Regions from separate parts of the Hordeum vulgare genome. Here region 2 is linked to region 1. Evidence: chromatin contacts called from public Hi-C data. All regions are on one chromosome and are shown on one strand. The core of a region is the stretch at or near the end of the contact, and the rest is flanking DNA. Distances in the headings are between cores, read along the strand shown.

Evidence for each region. Hi-C and Micro-C count contacts between places; a contact is called where the count stands out from the background.
Region 2: a Hi-C map of leaf shows a contact between it and region 1, with 4 times the contacts expected there. The contact joins the promoter of LOC123443749 here to the enhancer-like site in region 1. A contact is called at or near these places in 3 of 6 Hi-C or Micro-C datasets (leaf and seedling) and 1 of 1 datasets of contacts at active chromatin or transcription factors (embryo).

What each region holds. Positions count from the first base shown.
Region 1 is chr3H:325,945,087-325,949,433 of MorexV3_pseudomolecules_assembly, forward strand. It overlaps the pseudogene LOC123441735. Among protein-coding and RNA genes, the nearest start is that of LOC123441736, 36 kb to the right of the region's middle. Within about 2 kb of position 2,380, at least 2 of the 3 cell types and tissues checked have open chromatin away from gene starts, as enhancers often do. A contact at or near this core is called in leaf, where this site is marked.
Region 2 is chr3H:326,395,920-326,400,266 of MorexV3_pseudomolecules_assembly, forward strand. It overlaps LOC123443749 (protein ROOT HAIR DEFECTIVE 3), which reads left to right and starts at 1,782. Exons shown (of 23, transcript XM_045120271.1): 1 at 1,782-2,016; 2 at 2,961-3,110; 3 at 3,221-3,287; 4 at 3,396-3,498; 5 at 3,948-4,018; 6 at 4,110-4,173; 7 at 4,287-4,347. The coding sequence starts at 2,963.

The sequences.
Region 1 (4,347 bases), core at 1,130-3,629:
TTCTTCTCCAAGAGGCACAAGTTTGTTTCTGCTGAAGGCATATGTTTTACATCCATGAGAGGCACAACTGTGTCTCTCAAAAAGAAAAGAAAAAATAGGTTTTGTTTCTTTCACTAGAGGCACATATTTGCTTTTCGTGAAGGCACATGCTAGCTTTTGCGAAAGGCACAATTGTGCATCTTGGAAAAAAAACATATGTTTTTCTTTCGTGAGAGGCACACATTTGCTTTTCGCGAAGACACATATTTACTTTTTTTGGGGCATAGATTTGCTTTCGTTGTGCCACTCAGAAATGAAAAAATGCATTTTATTTCTTTCTTTCGAGATAGGCATGGACGCACATATTTGCTTCCGCGGGAGGCACATCTATGCCTCTTTGGAAGGGAGGAAACATGCCTTCGACTCGCTTTTTTTCTTTCGGTATTTTTGTGAAAGAAAGTTCATGAAAATATATTAACATGTGATCTAGTTTTGAAGGTCTCGATGCGAGAAATCTGATGGTGAAAGTAGTTCGGAATTTGGAGACAAGGTTTGAGAGATAAAACATTATGAATAAACGAATAATCTATGGAAAAAGAGAAACACTCACGTTGCGACAAGTGGTGCCCATGCAGCGCGCGAGTTGTTGCAACCTAGAAAAGTTGGGAGTGACCTTTGCAAGGGATACCCATTAATTATTATTTTTAGGGGTAAACCAAGTACTATTCATCAAAGAACATAATAAGTGGGATACAATTCGGATCATAGAGTTATCCAAGCCACACATGACGTCCCTCACTCAGAGATGGAGGAAACTTGGCTAGACTATGTGTGTCGAAATTGATCGCACGACTTTCAAAAGTAAAATTACACTAAAATTAAAGTGCTATAAGATTAGTTTCGCTAATGATGGCATTGTAGCTTCCTAGGGCACCTTTGTTGATATCTCCTACCACTAGTTTGGAGTAAGAAGCGATGGCAAAATGTTGAAGATGCAAATCTCTAGCAATGGTGATAGCTCCTACACGCAATGGCCTCGAGGCTCGTTGGATTATGCACTCCTTGTATCACGAGTGAAGAGTTGTTCAAAAAATTTCTTCTTTGGCTCCGCATACCGCTGCCATGGAACCGCCCCTTCACGGTCGCACCGAGCATCAACATGAACTTTGGCGTAACGTAGTGGTGGTGCCTTAGGCCGTTGGCGCCTAACTTGAGAAAGATTTGATGGCCTCTCAATTATATGTGGACGAGTTTCTCTAACCATATCTAGTTCATCAATGAACCTCTTTTATAAATTATAGTTTGCTTGCAGTGTTAGAAATATGCCCTCACGGATGGCCTTGCGTCTAGCACACCACATGCCTTAAAGAGTAACCAAAGATTCGCAAAATGTACATGTGATAATGATTTCATAAGTGTAAATAAGCATTGCTTAGCACTTGGTTCATAGGTAGTTGCCAGAATTTGAGTCAAGTCCTGGTCGACAATAGCCCAAGTACATCCTGACTTTGTGCAAACTATCAATAAGTGTCTCCAGGAGTCGAGCACATCGCATAGTCCGCACAAACCATTGTCTTTCACGTGTTTGTAGGCCCTAACATCTTCCGTTGTGAGTGAATGTGTTGACAACCTCCATAGAAACAACCGTGCATTCGCCCAAACATGTGTCTTTCATAGCGATTTCCAAGCGTCTTGCTCGTCTCTGACGGTACTTGCGCCTTAATTAGTGACTTCGGTGCTTGTGCACTAGATGACTATCTATGGATCATCGTTCCAATTTAAGGCGCGCAAATCACACAAGACAATTGAAACGGGTCGGCCCATTAGCTAGGCAACTCCTTATTTGGTTTTGGCCACATTGAAGATTTCGGCTCACTCATATTGGTTTTTTCTCTAGATTGTTTTACTGTATTTTCTTTCGTTTTTATTTTTCCCTTTCATTTCCATTTTTTTCCTTTTTTAGAAAGATGTTCGTAAATTTTAAAAATAGTTTGGAATGTTAAAGTATTCGTGTTTGAAATACAATCACAGATTAAAAAAATTTGTGTTTCAGAAAATGTTTGGGATTTTTCAAAAATTTATCTCAATTTTTATATTCACGTTTTAAAAACTATACATCATTTCAAAAACAAGTTGTGTTTGTGAAAATATTCACATTTCTTATTTTTTGAAATTAGCATGTTAATAAAAGTTTGAAATTTCAAAAAGTGTACACTTTTTAAAAAAAAAAATGAGCCCACTAGCATTCAATTTTAGAAATAAAATCGTGAATTTTCAAAAAACCGAATTCGAAACGGTACGGCCTCCTGTTTGCTAGAGTACCAGGTCTACTGCAGTGCAGTTTAGCTACATCACAGAGGATAGCTACATGGACCGGCCTAGTCGGTCGGAGGCTCTGCGCGAAAGTGCGCCAGTTTGACGCACGCCTGCGACAAATAGGAGGGAGCTCCAAATATACATTCCGGTGAAGGCTAACGTGCCAGGTGCCTTCGTGCCTAACTTTTTTTTTTTGAAAGCCTTCGTGCCTAAATTGGCAAGCATCCTGGTGACTAATCTTCTCTAATTCGCTTGTAAGATTAACTTTGTGTAGTTAGCACTCTTGGTTACTTGCAGATGTTGTTTGCAGCATTACGTCTGTGGCTGCTTACCAGGTCCATGCAACGCATCATCAATGCGAAAACAATAAAAATAACAACTGGCTGTTGGACTGTTGGTTGTGCTTGATCAGGACTGCCGTTGGCCTGATCTAAGATTCAATTACTTGCCGATCCCGAGGCAAGTCTCCATGCTGACAATATTGACGTGGTCACGCGCGTGTGGTCACTGTTTGCATGTGCAAACGTTGCAGGATCACGAGCTGGTTGTCGCCACCACAGGACGCCGCGGCACTGGAAATCGAGCGAGAAGATTTGCGCTCACGCACTGCTCCCATCAGTTTTGTCCACATCCTCTTTATTCCCTTCACTTTCTCCTGACCTCATGTGCTTGTCATGGCATCCTGATCAGTTCATCGCTGATCTGATGTTAGTCATGTACATGCGGGGTTTCGTGAGTTTCGCCGTGGTGATCTCGGCTCCAAGATCCTCAGAACTAGGATTGGTTGAACTAGGGATGGTTTTTTTTTAAACGGGGGCAAAAGATTTGTCTCATATATTAAATAAGAGGAGAATAGAATTTTTATTACAAACCCCACACTACATAGAGCTCACTTTCCCGGTATGATGATGCCCAACTGTTTTGCTTTTGATGTTGTTGAGCAAGATTGTTGTTGGCGTATTCTTGTGATGAAAGACGCACGCGTTTCACTTATTCCAAAGAATCCATTCGACAAGCATCATAAGGGATGCCAATGCCTTCCTGTTGGGCTTGCTGTCATCGGATTTCTAGACCTATCAATCACTAACTGAATTCTCAAGATGCCAACCTGAATTATTAAAGTCAATCAAGTGGAGCCAGTCGTTCACCATGCTCCAAAGACGGAGTGTGAACCGGCACTTATAGAACATATGGGGATCGGACTCCTCTACTTGCTTGTAGAGTGGGCAGAGGTTACAGTTCGGCCATCCTCGCTTGGCTAGTCGGTCGGCGGTCCAAATACGGTCTTGTGTAGCCAGCCAGGAGAAAAACTTGTCCTTGGGAGGGGCTCACACTTTCCATATCATTTGCTCCATTGCAGAGTAGACCGTACCCAGGAATTGGGCCTTGTAGGCGGAGTCCGCGGAGTATTGCCCTCTTCTCGTGTGCCTCCACAGGATATGGTCTTCTGCATGCTCATCGAGGTGAAGGCCTTGGATGGTGGACCAAAGGGTCACAAATTGTCAAATATGCTCCATGGTGAAGTTTGCGGAAACTTTGACCTTGGCAACCCATGCCCCATTATTGAGGGCCTCTCTCACCTTCCAATTTTTGCGCATAGAAGCCTCGAAAATGAGTGGAGCTAAATCCTTGGGTTTTTGGTTATTAATCCATGGAGCGTCCCAAAAAGGAGTTCTTGTGCCATTACCCATGGTGATGGTGGTGGAAGCGTAGAAGAGATTGAGGTCAATGTTGTCGCAGGGGTTATCCATGCCAACCCATAGTTTGGATGGCTCTTTCCATTCGAACCATGGCCATCTGAGCCGGAAAGCTCGCGCGAACTTTTTTGTGTTAAGCACACCAAGCCCTCCACGCTCGTATGGCCTGCATACCAAGTCCCAGTTGACTTTGCATTTTACCCCTGTTGTCTTGTCAGAGCCATCCCAAAGGAAAACTCTTTCCAATTTGTTGGTGTCGTGGAGGATGCTCTTGGGAACGTTGAGAGTCGTGATGTAGTATAGCACTTGGGACGAGAGCACCCATTTGACTAGAGTTGTGCGCCCAATGGAAGTG
Region 2 (4,347 bases), core at 532-3,031, 450 kb after region 1:
AGTTGCATCGGTTTGAGTTCTCCACGGTGATACGTGGAAGTGAGAAGTTGAGAAGCTTACTACCTTTGGTACTTAGTACCCTTGATATTGTTCTTCGTGGATGCTTTGGCGTCCTAGAAGCTTGGTGGTGTCTCGGAGCTCAATCATTGTGGTGTGAAGCTCCGGGAAGCGTTGGGGTCTCCAATTAGGTTGTGGAGATTGCCCCGAGCAATTTGTACGGGTACCGGTAACCGCCCCCAAGGGTTGCCACGTGTACGGGTTCGGTGACCGCCCCCAAGGGTTGCCACGTGTACGGGTTCGGTGACCGCCCCCAAGGGTTGCCATTTGTACGGGTTCGGTGACCTCCCTCAAGGGTCCCTTAGTGGAATCACGTCATCTTGCATTGTGCGAGGGCGTGAGGAGATTACGGTGGCCTTAGTGGCATCTTGGGGAGCATTGTGCCTCCACACCGCTCTAACGGAGATTAGCATCCGCAAGGGTGTGAACTTCGGGATACATCATCGTCTCCCCGTGCGTCGGTTATCTCTTACCCGAACCCTTTACTTATGCACTTTACTTTGTGATAGACATATTGTTTATTGTAATATATCTTGCTATCACTTAGTTGTTTATCTTGCTTAGCATAAGTTGTTGGTGCACATAGGTGAGCCTAGTTGTTTGTAGGTTTTGTGCTTGACATATTAAACGTTAGTTTTATTCCGCATTTGTTCAAGCCTAAACCTTAACTATTTTAAAGCGCCTATTCACCCCCCCTCTAGGCGACATCCACGTCCTTTTCAGCGTGCACTGTTTTGCACCGTCTGTTGGAGTTGTTCGACGTCAAAAAACGAATTTTTGAACGCACATAGCAGTTTTTGGGTGCCTATTGAAGATGCTCTAGAGCAACTCTAGCAAACCCTGTATAATTGCGACGTGCAAACGCGTTTTACAGTTCGACGAAGTGGGGTTTTGCGGGACAAAATGTTGCGCTGCAGAACAGAATAGAACCGGGGGAGGGAGGAGCACGAGCGTGAGCTCGATGCCTTGAAGGAGCTGCCGGAGAAGAGGCGGCCGCGCGCGCGGTCGTACTCCTCTGTCTCGCACGGAGGAGCGACGGCGGCGGCGTCTGGCCCCACTGCGTGTACCGGCGGGCGGCGCGCTTACAGGCGACGTCGGATCTGACGCAATGAACCCTCTCGGGGTCGTCGTTCCTACAACTACCGGAGTTGGCCATCAAAGGGCGTGGAATGGAGCTGCTACGCGGCGGAATGGAGGTGCGCGGCGGCGGATTGGAAGCGCCGACGGTGAGGTGGGGGGACTTTTCGCGGCGGCGGAGGGATAGGATTTCGACCCGCATCCAGCAGTCAAACCCGTAGATATACTGTTCGAGCGCTCGCGTTTACGGGCCACCGCAAAAGTTTTACGGACCGGGCCGCGTTTACAGTTTCTGATGTGATAGGAAAAATAGTCCAAATCCGTATAATCGTCGAAATTTTACAGTTTGAACCATTATACGGGGTCTAGAGTCGCTCTAAATGCTCTAGCGAAATACTCCTTTATCACAGCTTGTGTGAGCGGCGCAGCGTGACATGGCCGCTCGGGTTGGCATGGACGGCCACCTTTCGGCACCCAAAGACCCAGATTTGATGACGCAAACAATTTTTAGAATTCCGACCATCCATGGCTGTTGGATTTTTATATACGTGTGTGTATACGAGTATAATAAGATCATACTGTATGCATGGCTATACAAAGTACCAGTATATGCGTCGTGTCGGCCTCGGGCGATACCCTCACCGAGTCCGAATATTTTCCCTTTCTTTCTCCCCTTGTGCTTTCTCGTTCGTATTTACTCCTCTCCTCCTTTCGAAATTCACAAATTACCAACCTCCCCATAAAAGCCACGCCTTCGTGCTCCTCCTCTCTCTTCCTCCTCGCCCCCACCCCCCCCACCCCCTTTCGTCCCGCTCCCCCCATCCTTCGCCGCCGACGCCGACGCCGACCGCCGTACGGGGGCCCTCCAGCGCAATCTCCACGGTGCGTATCCCCCCCCTCTCTCTGATCCGATCAACGCTTCTCGGATCGCTCCCTGACCTTGTCCCAGGGTCCCGGATTTCGATACCCCCCCTTGCTTTTTTTGTTGCTCCTCGTGGTGTGCGGTGATTCCTGGCGAATAGGCGACCAGATCGATGCGGGGAGCTGCTCCAATCCTCGTCGGTGGCGCCGGACCGCTAGATTCAGCTGGTTCCCGTTCGGTTTTGGGGGTTTATGGCTGTTGGTTTGGGCGATTCCGACCCGCGGCGCTCGATTCGCCTGGAGTTCGGGGCGCGTGCTTGGATCGCCTCCCGCTGGATCGTCTCGAAAGGCCCCGCCTTTTTTTAGCTTTCTTCCCCTTGATCTCGTGATCTCTCCGGCCGTACGATCTCGCTAGGGTTAAGGATACTTGCGGCAGCACTGTCACTGTAAGTTGCCGTAGAACTCTCCTTGGTGTATAAAGGAGGATTGTTTGATCCGCGTAACATGCAGCATCCCTGGCTGGGTTGCATGCGAGCTTGTACGGTCTGCGATCTGTAGTAATAATTGTAGTAGTGAATCGTAGTTTGACCCAGAGGAAAGCCGTATGAGCGCATGCATCCATCAATTTGCTCCCTCAGTACACTAGTAACATTCGACTGCCTATACCTCTCTCTCCCCATTTAATGCTCCCGCTCTTTTCACAGGCTTAATGGAGTAATCATCACCTGATAATTTAAAAATATTACTACACTTCTCTTCTTGACATTGTTTTTGCGTATAATGCTCAAGAAACGGCATTATTGAAGGCTTGCGCTCGGATCTGCGTGTCTTATTTATCCCATCTGTTCTTTTTTCTTTCTCTTTCAAAATTTGAAGGCTCTATGGGTTGAAAATCACTCATCACTTCTTGGTGTCCCATTCCCAGCTTAAATGTGATATTGTCTCATGCGTTTCCTCTCTTGCAGAAATGGAGGACCCCTGTCTTTCTACGCAGCTTATTGATGGAGATGGTGTTTTCAATGTTTCTGGATTGGAGAGTTTCCTGAAGGAAGTTAAATTGGCCGAATGCGGGCTCTCATATGCTGTTGTATCAATAATGGGCCCGCAGAGTAGTGGTATGCGACACTCTTTTCCTCATTTTTTCCATCCTGTTAACTTTAAGCCGTTAGATGTTATACCATTGGTCTTCAATCCCTTACTCCCGCCCCATCCCAATCTTTTGCAGGAAAAAGTACACTTCTGAATCATCTTTTCCGCACCAATTTTAGGGAGATGGATGCTTTCAGAGGAAGGTGTGTTGTCATTCTTCTTATATGCTTTTCTCTATATATGCTTTCGCACCTTGCTGGAATTAATTTATCCTCTGTGCCCATTTAACTAGCGTTTATTTGGTACTTCAGGTCACAGACAACCAAAGGTATATGGATGGCGAAGGCCCATAATATTGAACCATGCACCCTTGTAATGGATTTGGAAGGCACTGATGGAAGAGAGAGGGGAGAGGTAATGAAAAACAAGAATCCCCCAATTCAGATTTGATTGAACGTGCATTATCACAGAAGACACATGCTCAGATTCACCTTTCATTACTAGATGAAACATTTGTTTCTTCCCATTTCATAGTTCTGAGTTAGGGGGTCAGCTAGGGCATCTCCAGTAAGCCACATTATAGCTCCTCCAGCTTTGCAACCTGTAAGGCCCCTCCCATCGGTTTCTTGCATCATATTACCAACTTATAGTGTAAGGAGAGCTCTTGTTTGAGTGAACTTTATTATATGTTGCATGTTTGTGTCTGGACTTCTGCTTGTAAGCTCACACGCTGAAGCTAACCCTGTACCCTGTGATTGCTTGCACACATCAGACTATTAGATGGTTGCAAGTTACTACGTTTTGCATTATGGAGTTTTTTTTATTCCACATTGTATTTGCCTAATTCATGCACAAAATTTCAGGATGACACAGCCTTTGAGAAGCAGAGTGCATTATTTGCTTTGGCTGTTTCGGATATTGTGTTGATCAATATGTAAGTTTGTTTTTCTAAGTGATGGATATCTAATCTATTATTCCCTAAATTGGACCCTATATTTAATTGATTGTTTGCTTTTATTCCTTAGGTGGTGTCATGATATTGGGAGAGAACAGGCTGCGAACAAGCCTCTTTTGAAGACTGTTTTCCAGGTTTGTTTGTTAAATACGCAGTGGGGTGTTTCTGTATTTCGTATCTTCTTCTTGTTAACTCTCTAGTGGTGTGGAGGTATTATTATGGCCTAATATTTCTTCTCTCTGTACAGGTCATGATGAGATTATTCAGTCCTCGCAAAACAACAATGCTATTTGTTATTCGTGACAAAT